Linked DNA regions of Pan troglodytes: region 2 is linked to region 1. A link is a contact called in public Hi-C data. All regions are on one chromosome and are shown on one strand. The core of a region is the stretch at or near the end of the contact, and the rest is flanking DNA. Distances in the headings are between cores, read along the strand shown. Region 1 overlaps STX18 (syntaxin 18). Region 2 holds the start of MSX1 (msh homeobox 1).

The links. A called contact is a pair of places that touch in the nucleus more often than the background predicts.
Region 2: a Hi-C map of stem cell-derived neural progenitor cells shows a contact between it and region 1, with 2.6 times the contacts expected there. The contact joins the promoter of MSX1 here to the enhancer-like site in region 1. A contact is called at or near these places in 3 of 7 Hi-C or Micro-C datasets (blood, induced pluripotent stem cells and stem cell-derived neural progenitor cells).

What each region holds. Positions count from the first base shown.
Region 1 is chr3:4,802,422-4,809,318 of NHGRI_mPanTro3-v2.0_pri, forward strand. All of the region lies in intron 1 of STX18 (syntaxin 18), which reads right to left. Among named protein-coding and RNA genes, the nearest start is that of STX18, 61 kb to the right of the region's middle. Within about 2 kb of position 3,555, at least 14 of the 24 cell types and tissues checked have an H3K27ac peak or open chromatin away from gene starts, as enhancers often do. A contact at or near this core is called in stem cell-derived neural progenitor cells, where this site is marked.
Region 2 is chr3:5,179,774-5,186,670 of NHGRI_mPanTro3-v2.0_pri, forward strand. MSX1 (msh homeobox 1) reads left to right here and starts at 3,714. Exons shown (of 2, transcript NM_001195262.3): 1 at 3,714-4,417; 2 at 6,737-6,897. The coding sequence starts at 3,949.

The DNA.
Region 1 (6,897 bases), core at 2,305-4,804:
GCCAAATTTACACAGAATCCTGGCAAGTCACAACTACAGTTTTCCAGTGCTATATTTGCAAGGAAACACCTGGGAACTGAGAAAAAGCCTCCATGTGGGCAATATCAACATCAACCTGCTCTTTTCTTTTTGTACTACATCTCTATTCAACATGCAGTACACGCTTGATTTTACCCAATCGTGATCGCTACTTACAGAGCACCCGCCACGTGTGTGCCAGGTAGTGCATAAACTGCTTGACGTGTGCTCTGTGGTTTCCACCCCTCCATAACGATCGTACGAATTAGACATTACCTCCTCCTGCCCCACCTAGTAAACATGGAAACAAACCTAAGCAAGGACACAAGGCTAATAAACGGAAGAATTGGCATTGATCACAGATCTGTATGACTCACAGTGTTCATGTTATGTTTAGCTTAGTTAGGTCTGAATTTTTCTTCATAGAAAGAAACTGAGCTTCATGAGAGTATTTGTATATGTTGATTTTTTAACAAATTAACTACACTGGATACAGAAAGATCGGCAAAAAAAAAAACGTTTTCACTGATTGACATTTGTCTCCTCTGAAGTTGGCTACTACTGTTCCTTGTGTTTTACGACATGGGGGGCTTTGGATTGGCAAGCCCATAGGGGTATTGAGAAGAAGGTTCACAAATACAGCAAGGAAAAAGAATGGTCAGAAAGACTGGCAGTACAACGGTGACCAGTGCATTTTGAGTATCTATCATCAAGCCACCTGAAAACATGGTTTAAACAAGTAATGAAAGCAACATCCAGGATTGTTCATTCTCCCGTTTGAGTTAATCTATATTCAGTTTTTAGCTTAGAATAGGGTAGAGGGCAGAGGAGAAATTCTGGGCAAAAGACTCTGTGGGGGGCCTGGATGAATCAGGGTGGACAAAAGAAAGATGGGCATGAAATCCAGGGAGTTGGCCAAGGTGCCTGGGTTCTACTCCCTGCTTTGCCACTTACTGTGAAGGGATTCCTTATTCCCCACTGCCATGCATCGTGTGGAGGGACTTCAGCTGGACCAGTCTTCCTGGCCTATCTCCCAACCTTTACTCACTCTTCTTAGAGGGAAGAGGAGAGAGCTGTGTTCAGATTTCGAGAAGGGAGAGCATGCTGCCCTGTCCTCTCCTCTTTTCAGATCGACCAGCCAGCAGAGAGGGTATATTCTGGCCCATGCCCCACTCGTATTGGGCCATAACTCTAAAGTCAGGTTCTCCACTTGGCTTTTTCTTCCTGACTCCTGTATTTTTCTTTCAGGTAGTTCCACTGGACTGGGAAGAAAGGGATATATTTTACAAGCTCCACTCAACTTTTAACCTTTGCCAGCTGAAATTTTGAGCAAGTTGCTTAATCTCCGTGGGCTTCACTACAAAAGGGAACTGGGTAAAAACTATTTTTAAAAAATAGTAGTGGTACAAGTTAATAGTCAATTTTTATTGAGTACTACATACTATACCAATCTAAATGCTATGCATCCGATTTGCTTCTCCTAACAATCCTTTAGGGTAGGTATCATTATTACCCTTTTGCAGATGAGAAGACAGTAAACTAACACATCCTGTATAAATGGTTTGAAATAAATACAAAAATAGATTTTTGTTTGGTATGTCTCAAACCGAGTGCCTGTGTGCTTTTAGCTTCTGCAAGTCTACCCACAAAGATGACTCTGCTGTCCCATCTGAGTACAATTAAGTCACTGCAGGTCACATTTACCAGACCTGTAGAAGGGACATAGTGAGATCTAACTTGTTCAGGTGAAAGGCACTGTCTATAGCTATGGGCCAGCACAGAACTAACAGCCACAATCCAGGATCAGCCAGGCTCTGGCTCCTTCATTAGGCTAATACTTAACCAAACAAGTTATTTAAACTCCATTCTAAAACTACAGGCATTCATCTGACTCATCCCATTCTTTCTCCAAAGATAAATCAAGTTTACTTTTTAACTAGCTATATTTTAATGACGCTAATTTCCTAGATCATCAAGACATTGAAATTCTCCATAAAACCCATCTACCATAAAACCAAATTAATTATAAAACAGCAGTATGGTCCCTACATGAGATGCATTTGACAGGGGGAAAAAAAAGACTCTCTTACATTATCTGCTCTTATACACATAAAGGTTTTACTAGGAAACACCAAACAAAACAACACAGCATCCCAATAGGCAAACAGGTCTCCTGTGAGAGCTGGTCCTATCAGTGGATCTACACAGTTGACATGGACTCAACACCAGGAACTATTAACATGGATGAAAGTCCCATAAGCATATTACCTAGTGGGGAAAAACTGAGACAAAACAGAGGTTGCCCAAAGCATGTATGGTGTGACCCATATGCGTGAAACATAGGAAATGCACACCTAGAGCTGTATACATACATAGAGGGGAATCTAAAAGACTGCTCATCAAGGTATCAATGATTGTAGGTGGTAAGATTTGGAGACTGCTTTCTTCTTCATACTTTTTGCACTTTAAAATTTTTCTACAGTTACTACGTAAAATCCTTATAATCAGATAAAACATGTTATTAAACAATCAAAAAGGGTGAATCTTCCCACATACTTCCTTGACTAAAACTGTACATTACCTTCCCCTTTAACCCAGGATAAGCCCACATCCTCATGCCCAAGGCCCGCCAGTGCCCTACGCTCTGCTGCTGTCTCCAGACGCAAAGCCCTCCCTGCTTCCCAATCCTGTCTTCTGACTCACTCCTATGCGTGAGGCTCTGCTCAGGTGTTACACCTCCTAAAGGCTTCCCTGCTATCTCCAGGCCAGGTTAAGGATCCATCTTGCAAATATATCCCTTGCAGAGATGTCACCATCTTGTGAGTTTTTGAATTGTTTTCATGTCTCCCTGACATAAGCTGCTGAGGCATCTGCCTAGCCCAAAGTGGCTCCTCAATAATTATTTAATGCTCCACATGGGATTTTCTTTTTTTAAAAAACTTTTTGAATTGATTTTCTATCCCCTTCAAGAATCAGTAATAGGGTAAAATAAACTCCAAACATACTAAGGCAGCCACATACTTCCCATTATCCACTAGATGGCAACACAAGTATTAGAGCAGCAGTAATAACAGGACCTCTCAAAAACAGCACAATTTTTTCCCAAGGACTTTAAAAATTTCTCTGATTCTTTTGATCTGGAATCAAAGGATTAATAAAGGTTCACCATTCTGTGCAGGAGGAAGCTGAAATGAGATTGTTTTTAAGCATACATATGCACTACGGATGAGTTGAGTCCAGGAATATTCTGAAACACTGCACTCTAGGCAGATTCCACACAAAGGGAGCTCTGGGAGCATGGCTGCCAGCTGCCATCCCAGGCGGCAGGCCCAGCTTTGTTTTTATGTGTCACCCACAGAACAGCCTTGCTAGCTGTTCCTTCGTGGGTGTTTTGTGAATTACCCAAAGCACGATATACTGTACAACAAAAACCCTGGTACAAAATGATGGGATTCTTCTCAAAGAGCGACCGCATTCTGACTGTGGGGAGAGTTCAAAGCAGTCGGCAAGTGTCCTTTGCTGATCACAGCAGTGGTTTGACTTGCAAACCCCCTCACCCTTCCCAGGATGATAGAAATTCTGTTCTGCTGGCACTCACAACACTTCCAACAAAGACCTGATTGATTATGGAACACTAAGTACTGATTTGCATAATTTGCCTCTGCAAGAAACAAGCATTGTTCAAGATTAAAGAGACTCCAGTAGGTCCCTCTGGCATATTGTAAAAAGTTCCCTGTAACACAAAATCATTATTTTTTTTTCATTCAATCAGTGGACACAGCTTGCTGTTCAGTTAGTATGCAGCCAAAGGCACAGCCAGAAAAACCACTGCTGTATGTTTGCCAACTATTGACAAGTTAAAGTGATTTTTCACAAGGATCATGTACCCAAGTTTAATTTGGAGCCCATTGACTAAATTCCGAGTCTAACTCCTTTCACTCTTAATTGAAAAATGCATCAATAGCAATTACTAAGTCAGAGCTAAAAGTTCAGAACTAACACACCTCTGGAGCATGTTGACCTGCTGATGTCACAGTGGGGACTGTCTGAGTCCTATCCCTGTGCAAAAGAAGCTCCCCAGTGACCAATCACCCACAAAAGAGGCTAGCACAGCCACAGATATTCCACTGTGCTCAGGACCACAGCAGCAAGTTTGTTGAGGGAATACATAAAGGAACTGTTCCTTTCTCGCTTTCTTCTTTTCTTTCAGCAGTTGTTGAGTAAGCAACTCCTGTCACTTTCCCCCAATTCCCACTGAGGGGGACACTCTTCACCAGGCCTCACCAAACTCGGATGGCTCTCCTCCCTGCTCCTGCCTCCTCCTTCCTTGTCCCCTCCTGAAGCACTAGCCTCCCTCGGGTTCCAGAACACCACTGTCTCTAGGCTCTTTTCTAAAACCTATAACTCCTTTTCTTCACCTTCATTCATTCCCTCTCTGCCTTTGTTAATCTCTGAAACTTCTTGTAAGTTCAGCCCTTGGCTCTTTCTTTACATGTTCTTGCTAAGCTCACTCATTCCAATCCATAGCTTTATTTACTGTCTACATGAATTGTCCACCCAGCCGCTGCCTCCCTCCTGTGTTCAAGCTGAGTGTATCCAAATGCTTTTTAGATACTGCCACTGTGTGTCCCACTGACGCCTCAAAAGCAATATGTCCCAACGGTATCCTCATGCAGCCACTCACACCCTCTGGCTTACTCCTAGTCCCTCCTGTTCTGACGGCCCCAAAGAGAAAGTCTTCATCCTTTCTAGATTCCAAGTTAGAACACCTTGGCCATTTTACACTCTTCTCTCTTTTTCGCCCTACAAATGAAATTGGTCAGTCAGTCCCATCCACTCACCTTGTTAAACATTGGCTAAAGGAGCCAGCTCCATCTACCAGCTTCTGTTCCTGCACTTCCTGCAACCACCTGCGTGCCAGACCACAGAGCCTTTTCCTTAAGCAAGCCTGCTCTTCTCTGCCCTGCACTCTGGCACCTGCTTCTCTCTGCCCAGAATGTCTTCATTCCCATCACTCAACTTCTACTCAAAATTGCGGGCCCAAGGAGGCTTTAAAATATAGTATTCTGGGTTCACTTTCCACCTTCCTTGAGGCAAGCTGTAAGTGATAAATGTTAGCTGAATATATCAAGTTCTTTATTCCATCAGTCTGGAAATCTTACCAGAAAAAATAAGTAAGGCCATCTTAACCTAGGAAAAGTATAATCAATAGCTAAATAACCTATTGCTAAGAACCAATACTAATCTTACGGGACTGCGGCTTCCAGAATTCAGCATATGTCTTTTTAGAGACAGAAGGAGAGAAAACATGTGCACAAAAGAGGAGACTGACTTTTCTAGACCCAACCTTCTTACTGCAGAGAGTCTCAAGTAACAGACAATGAGGCTGGTTAACAGGGGGGCATCGGTGGTTAACACTAGGTAGGTGGATTTAGCAGTCTAATTTCTCATATTAGCAACTAACTTTCTAACAACCTGGAACGTATAGCTTCCTTTCTAATATTAAGCCCCTATCATCTTTAAAGAAACCCAGAAATTAAAAAAACAAAAACCTAGAATCTTAGTGTTGATGACACAAAGAATTCATGATTTAATTTCAAAAGTTGAGTGGCACCTTATAATGCTTAAGATTCCCATTAAACTCAATGCAACTTCCATTTTAAAAGACTTCTAGGACTCTTACACCCATAGAAAAAAACAAATGTTTATTATGTACTCAACTCTTCCTCCTCACTCCTTCTTCCAGCCCCAACTTACTAACTTCAATCTAATTAAACATCTTCATTCCCATTCTTCTAGTTCCCCAAACTACAATTATTTGGCATTACTGAACACATTCCCACTATTTCTGAAGCTCTGTCCACTCCCGGTTTACCTGACCTTACTATTAGCCTAGAACAGGCTAGATGACACACAGAGCAGTGACTACCTCCCTGCTTGGATGGTTAAGACTAGCAAGGATCTAGAAGACACCTGCTTTGCCAAAAGAGCAGCATGACAGGGCACCCACTGCCTCTCCCTGGCCATCCATTTCACCTCAGACAGTAAAAAGTTCTTTCTTACTCTGAATCGAGGTCAGCTACTGTGATCTACTCCACCTGAGTCTTCTCTCTTCTCCAAGCTAATCATTCCCAATCCTCTCAGAAATTTTTTTTTTTCCTTTTTGAGACAGAGTGTCGCTCCTGTTGCCCAGGCTGGAGTGCAGTGGCGTGATCTCAGCTCACTGCAACCTCCACCTCCCAGGTTCAAGTGATTCTCCTGCCTCAGCCTCCCGAGTAGCTGGGACTACAGGTGCGTGCCACCATGCCCGGCTAATTTTTTTGTATTTTTAGTAGAGATGGGGTTTCACCATGTTAGCCAGGATGGTCTTGATCTCCTGACCTCGTGATCCGCCCACCTTGGCCTCCCAAAGTGCTGGGATTACAGGTGTGAGCCACCGTGCCCGGCCCCTTCCTCTCAGGAATTTTTTATATGAAATACATCTGTGGCTTCTGGCCATACTTACTACCTCTGAATATAGTTCATGGGCCTCCCAAATAAAATAACAGTTTCCAGAATAGAATCAATACTCTCTGTGTCAGCAGGAAGTGCAGAGGAAAACAGAACCATTGCTTCCCTTGTTCCAGACTCTGGGCTTCTAGTAATGCCACTTAAGGGCATGCTCACTTTCATGTCACTGAGTCGAGCTGAATTTACATCGACTAAAATGACTTTTTCCATGAGTGCTGCTGATAAACTAGGTCTTCATTATATGCACATTTTTCCTGGCCTCCTGTTATTTGCAATTCTGATCATTATGGCATTAAAGACATCTATAACGAAAAATCATCATTCAAAAAATGAGATGAAAATGGGATATAAAAAGTAGCAAAGAACCAG
Region 2 (6,897 bases), core at 2,464-4,963, 380 kb after region 1:
CAGCAATACCCAGATAGGGATAACCGTCTTTAGGACGGGGTCCTTCTAAAAATTAATCTTTGCACGGGAGTGGTGTATACTTAGCAACACCACCATCCCTGCCTCCATCCCCCCAACCCCCGCAAAATTTTAGGAAAAAAAAAAAAAAACACCTAAACCCACCACCAGTTTAGTTGCCCAGAAAGTAGACGAAGGATAATCCATCTTCAGGATCCGAAATGCAGAGGCTCTCTACTTGGGGGCGGGGAGTGCTTTAGGATGCCTGAAAACGAGGGGAGATGGAGCGAGAGGGGAGGGGAGAGAAGTCTAGAGGATGGAAGCGGAGCGCCAGTCCCCGAGCTTTATCTGCTGCGGGCCAGCCCTGCCCTTGCCAGGCATGAATTACTGCCCGGCTTTCTCGGCTGCAGCGGCAGCGCAGAGAAATGCCGGGGGTACAAACGCCTCGAGGTTAGAGCTGGCGGCGAGATAACAGGCTCAGCCCCCGGGCCTGCCTGCTCGCTGAACCCCTGGGCCGGGAAATCGGTAAAGGCCTAGACAAAAAATAACTCAGAGAAGGCTCCCTCTCACTGTCCCTGTAACTCGTGGCTTTCCTCCCGCGGGAACAAACAACGCCCTGGGAAACAGGCAGACATTTTATTTCTTTTATCTGACTCCTTTCTCTTGAGACTGCCGGCACCTTTCTCTCGCAATCCAGGGGCAGAGCAATGGGAGAGCCCCGCGCTTTTCTGACACGGAATCCAGTCTGAACCCCCTTCTCTGCCGATGCACTCTTCTCGCCTAGCAACGTTTACACGCGGTTAACCTGCCGCGCGGGGCGACAGCAGACACGAACCCAGGCCGAACCTATAAAGAAGACACCGTGGCGTTCGGACCCGGCTCGGGAAGCCGAGGGGCTGGCTGCGGGGCCGGTGCTGCGGGGCCAGGCGATTTGCTCCCTGGAGGCAGGGGCGCGACTTCAAGGGCCCGTGCGCCGGGTGCAGCCTTTGATCCGGCCGCCGCTGGCGCCTTAAAACAACATCCTAGTCTGCCTATTAGGCGCGCTGAGGAATCGTGACACATTGTTTATCCCCGCAATTAGCGATGCGGCCCTTTTCAGGCCGCCCGCCCCCCGGCCACCCCCCACCCCCCCGCGCAGCGGAGTCCAGGCCTTGCTGCGCTCCTCAACTGCGACCGCCGCAAGTTCCACACTAGCCCCCGCTGCACCCTGCGGCTTCACTCTCTGAGTTCAAGCCCCCGCTCAGCCCTAAAGCAGGGGTTCTTAACTGGAGGACTCCACTTGGGTCCAGAGCCCCCGAAGTTGTCTGCCCCGTTGCTTGTAATGTGTTTTTGTAGATGTGCATTTTTCTAGGGAAGAAGTTCTTGGCTGTATCAGATTCTTAAAGAGACCTGGGAGCAAAACATTTGCAGAAGGAGGGCGAGGGCGGAACTAAGCAAAGACTCGAAAAGGCACACTGCTCGCTTTTTATATGGCCCCAAAAGCAGATAGGCCTCTGTTTCCTCTCCCCCTTTAACCTGGCCACAAAGGGAGATTCTGGCTGGGTGCGGAGGGGGTTGTTCTGACGAGAGTTTGATTAGAAAGGGAGCAATAGAAGTTCGCCGTCCTGGAATCGCTTGAACCTGGGAGGCGGAGGTTGGAGTGAACTGAGATCGCGCCATTGCACTCCAGCCTGGGTGACAAGAGCAAAACTCCGTCTCAAAGAAGAGGAAGAGGAAGAAGAAGAAGAAGGAGGAGGAGGAGGAGGAGATGAGGAGGAGGAGGAGGAGAGGAGGAAGAGGAGGAGGAGGAGGAGGAGGAGAAAAAGAGGAAGAAAAAGAGGAAGAGGAAGAAGAAGAAGAGGAAGATGTTGTTGTTCGCTGTCCTGGCTGGGCTACCAGGAAGGTGTTTGCCCTACAGCCTTGCTCAGCCTCAGCGAGCTGAGCTTCAAAATTGGGTCTTAAGGTCTTCTATCCTTGTACCCTCTCGGGCAAACCTCCGGAGGCCCCGGTGCCACCGCGCGTCCAGCCGGCCCAACTCGAGCTAGAAGCTCCAACCACTGCCCAGTGCCTGAGTTGCAGTCTTGGGTCCTTTAGAAACCTGGAGATGCGCGTAAAATTCAGATGCAGGTATTCCCGAACTTCCCCAGGCCTCAGCATATCTCGACGGCCTGTGGACAGATGGGAGGCTACCAATCGCTCCGGCGTCCGCAGCCCGACCCCTGCCGCCAGACCCCGGACGTCTTCCGGATAATAAAGTTCCCGCTCTAATTCATTTTCCCTAATCTGGACGCCCCTAATCTACAGCTTTTATTGCGCCCAGTTAAAAGTCGAGGGAATTCGCTGTCCCTCCGCGCTCGGATAATTACCCCTAAATGGCCACGGCAGCCCCTTGTGTTTCCTGGAGATTAGAACCCCGCAGTCATCAATGGCAGGGCCGAGTGAGCCGCCAATCACCTCCGCTCACTCCCTGAGAGCCGCTGGCCTGGGCCGCGGGAGGAGAGGCCATAAAGCGACAGGCGCAGAAAATGGCCAAGCCCCGACCCCGCTTCAAGCAGATCTTGCATCTCCCCTGACCCCAACTCATTTTTTCTGTCTTTATTATTATTATTAACAGCAAACATTAAATCACGTTTTCTCCGAAACTGGCAAAAGAAGAGTTCTCAAGTCCCACACTAGAGTCCACCTCCAGGAACTTTCCTCTTTTCCCAGCCCCCTCCCCCAAATGTGCCTCTCCCCTCCAGGATCAGCGACCCAGAGATAGGGACATGTCATTGTTTCCAAGGACGCGTTGTTTGAGGTCACCTTAAGGCCAGATCGGTGTTTCATTGACGATTCTGTTGGTTTTATTTCAGTAAGTTCTATATCAAAAGGATCTGGCAGCTCCTTTCCCCGCCCGGGCGCTATAGGTGTTGTGACCCTTGGGACAGAAGTTCAGAGCGAGGGTGGGGGGGGGGGGGAATACACATCGTGTATGAAAACCGACTGCAGATTCTAGATAATCTTACGTATTCTCACATCCTTGGCACTACAGGAAGCTAGCTTCTTCCCGCAAGGTTTACTCCAGCTCTAAGTTAGAGACAAAGGCCCACTTTTACCTCGAGGTAAAGTTTAGAAGATTTCAGAACAGGAAGAAAATGAAGGTTTGGTTTTGTTTCGTTTCTTGAAAAGAAGTTAATAGTATGTCTTTCTCCTAGGATAAATAGCCATGCGTATTTTAAAATATATATATAAAAGGAATGTGTAAGAAATAACCTCAACTCAAATTATTGTGGTAGAAGAAGAGGGGGGGTCAGACAGTGGAGAGGGGCACAGGGAAACCCAGCCACAGACTAAAGAGAAAGGTAAAAGAAGCAGTAGAGGAGAGAAACAAGGACGGGGGAAAAAAAGAGGAGCGGAAAAGAGGGCTGAGGAGGGGAGGGGAGGAGAGGAGGGCAAAAGAGAAGGAACGAGAACAAGGGAAAATTCCCCGGGAACACAGAAAGATAGAGACCCAGGGGACTCCCGCAGAGAGGGCCTCTTGGGCTTCAGCGCAGAGGAAAGTTTCCCGGGCACCCCCTCTCCTCCCCTGCCCTCTGCCGCCTGGGCCCTGCCCTGCGTGCCCCCAGGCCCAGCGCGCCTCCGGGCGAGTCCCCAGGAGCGCGGCCCAATGGATCGCTCCGGGCCCGCCCCCTCGCGCGCTGATTGGCCGCCGCCCCGCTGGCCTCGCCTTATTAGCAAGTTCTCTGGGGAGCCGCGGTAGGGCCCGGAGCCGGCGAGTGCTCCCGGGAACTCTGCCTGCGCGGCGGCAGCGACCGGGGGCCAGGCCCAGCACGCCGGAGCTGGCCTGCTGGGGAGGGGCGGGAGGCGCGCGCGGGAGGGTCCGCCCGGCCAGGGCCCCGGGCGCTCGCAGAGGCCGGCCGCGCTCCCAGCCCGCCCGGAGCCCATGCCCGGCGGCTGGCCAGTGCTGCGGCAGAAGGGGGGGCCCGGCTCTGCATGGCCCCGGCTGCTGACATGACTTCTTTGCCACTCGGTGTCAAAGTGGAGGACTCCGCCTTCGGCAAGCCGGCGGGGGGAGGCGCGGGCCAGGCCCCCAGCGCCGCCGCGGCCACGGCAGCCGCCATGGGCGCGGACGAGGAGGGGGCCAAGCCCAAAGTGTCCCCTTCGCTCCTGCCCTTCAGCGTGGAGGCGCTCATGGCCGACCACAGGAAGCCGGGGGCCAAGGAGAGCGCCCTGGCGCCCTCCGAGGGCGTGCAGGCGGCGGGTGGCTCGGCGCAGCCACTGGGCGTCCCGCCGGGGTCGCTGGGAGCCCCGGACGCGCCCTCTTCGCCGCGGCCGCTCGGCCATTTCTCGGTGGGGGGACTCCTCAAGCTGCCAGAAGATGCGCTCGTCAAAGCCGAGAGCCCCGAGAAGCCCGAGAGGACCCCGTGGATGCAGAGCCCCCGCTTCTCCCCGCCGCCGGCCAGTGAGTAGCCAGAACCCAGGCGCAGAGGGAGGGGGCCGGGCGGGGTGTGGGACCCGAGGGCTCCTGGTGGCCTCCGGCGCCTGCGTACCTGCAGCCGGTGCTAGGGAACCGTGGGCTGCAAGGCCGGGTCTTGCGCCTCCCTCCACTCCCACCCAGGAAGAAGGTTCCAGACCTCCTCGCCTTGGCCCAGAGACGCTGCGGGTGGGAGTTAACGGATAGGACACCGATGTCTGGGCACCCTGTCCTCCTGCCCCCACCAAACGACCTCGGGGGTCCATGATCCCTCATCTGATCCCAAACTCTGTTTCATCGGCTTCACCCCAGCGGATGAATGTGTGTGGTGCGGTATCTTCCCTGCACCCGGAGTTTCACTTTCTCGCAGTAGGAGCTGGTGTCCCCCAGCCCCTCTTCCCTTTCAAGTACCTCTTTGCCTAGAGGTTCCGAAGCTCCTACAGAATTCTACCTCCCCATGCCCTTTGAGTTTGAGGCAGATAGTTGATGCTTTGGGCGGATGGATGATTCAGGGGTGGGGACATTCAGGTTCCAGTGAAGGGGGCGGGGCACCAAGTCAATTAGGGGAAGGCGCCCCCGCTAATCCTATGGGAAGCTCCCAAACGTCTAGGACTGAGCCATTAAAGTGGACTCCAGGTGCCCAAGGCGGTTCGCTTCAAGGCCTCACGGCCCCCTGGCTGCTCTACTCAGAGAACACGCTCGGAGATATTTCAGGAGCACGGGAAATTCCCAAGTTTTCCTCGTTTCCTCCGATTATTTTGCTCGGCATAATAGCAGCCAGATTTCAATGGCGTGATGCTGAGGAATGATTTTTATCTGGGGATTAAACGTCTTTGAAAGGCCAGTCCCTCCCTAAGCCTAATGGCCGGAGAAGGTGGCCCCGCTCTGGGTTGTCGCCGCTGAAGGGAGTGACGTTTCTCTCGGCGCCCGCCCCTCGGGCGGCCCGGCGGAAAGCTAGTTGGGGGCCAAGCGCTTCCCGGACTCCCGGTGGCCTCCAGCGGGGAAGAAGCGGGGTGTTAACACGAGATTTCGTTTGACTCACATCCTGGTGGTCTGAAAGTCCAAAGGATCGTTGTGTTTTCTTTGTGTTTTTTTTTGTTTGTTTGTTTTTTCTGTTTGTGGTTGTTTTTTAGAGAGGTGTGAAAAAATGCATACTTAGGCAAAACCCGCGTGGTGAAACATCTTCGATTTGAATTCACTTTCTGCCGGGAAAGCTGCTGCATAGGCAAAGTGTCCTTTCCAATGCTTAGGGCCTTGGGCCCCAAGACCCCGAAGTCAAAGCGATCCCGGCTGTGTTGGGATAATTTGTTCCACATTTTATCCAGGGGCAGTCCCCAGCAGACCCCATCCCCGACCTGCACTAGTCCTGCGCTCTGATGCTTCTTCACTGTCCACCCTTGAGGTTTATTTTGAAGCCAAAAGAAAAAGACAGCTGGGCATGTTGGTGTCTGCTGACTATGCCACAGGGTGAGGGGAGAGGCGATCTCAACACTCCCCCCGCAACAACATCAACACACACACACACACAAACGTTTGAGTGGGGCCAGAGGGCCCTGGCGCCAGGGGTGAACGCGATCCAACAGAGGACTGAGACAATCTAAAGAAAAAGCCCATTAGAATAAAGCAGCCCCTCGTTCTCCGCTCCAGATGACACTTTCTATTTCTAAGAGAGCTGGCCACAGTGCACCCTCCATGATGGTCTGCCCTGCTCCATCTCTGGTCTGCGGGAACTACTCCTAGAATCCCGTAGGAGCGAAGTGTTCCGGGGAAAGTATAGAATTTGATTTGGATTCTATGCCACAAAACTGCCTAGCCCCACACTGAAGCATTCCGTGGGCACTGATAAATGTTTGGCCAACGCGTAAAACTAAATGTGCCCTTGGGCTGGGCGCAGGGCCTCTTTCTGCATGTTTCGTCAACTGTATTAACATCCACCTTTCCTCTGGATGGCCCTGGGAGGAGGCCCGCCATGAAGGCCTTCCTAAGCCGCCGGGCAGCACAAAGGTGATTCCACATCTTCCCAGCTGTTTAGGCCTAAGATGTGGACATCGAGCCTTCAACATGGGTATTTTTCTCCTGGAATCTTAGCTTCTTCATTTGCAAAAAGTAGACAGGAACTTCTCCCCTGCGGGGTTGCAATGGGAATTGGAGAAAATATATTTCAAGTGCCTTGCGCGATGCCCGGCACCGAGGCACTTGGCGGCACTCAATATCTGGTATTGTTTGGCTATTATTACTACTTCTTGGGCTGATCATGCTCCAATGCTTCTCTCTTAACCCCTTGCTTTTTTTTCTTTCGGCCCTCAGGGCGGCTGAGCCCCCCAGCCTGCACCCTCCGCAAACACAAGACGAACCGTAAGCCGCGGACGCCTTTCACCACCGCGCAGCTGCTGGCGCTGGAGCGCAAGTTCCGCCAGAAGCAGTACCTGTCCATCGCCGAGCGCGCGGAGTTCTCCAGCTCGCTCAGC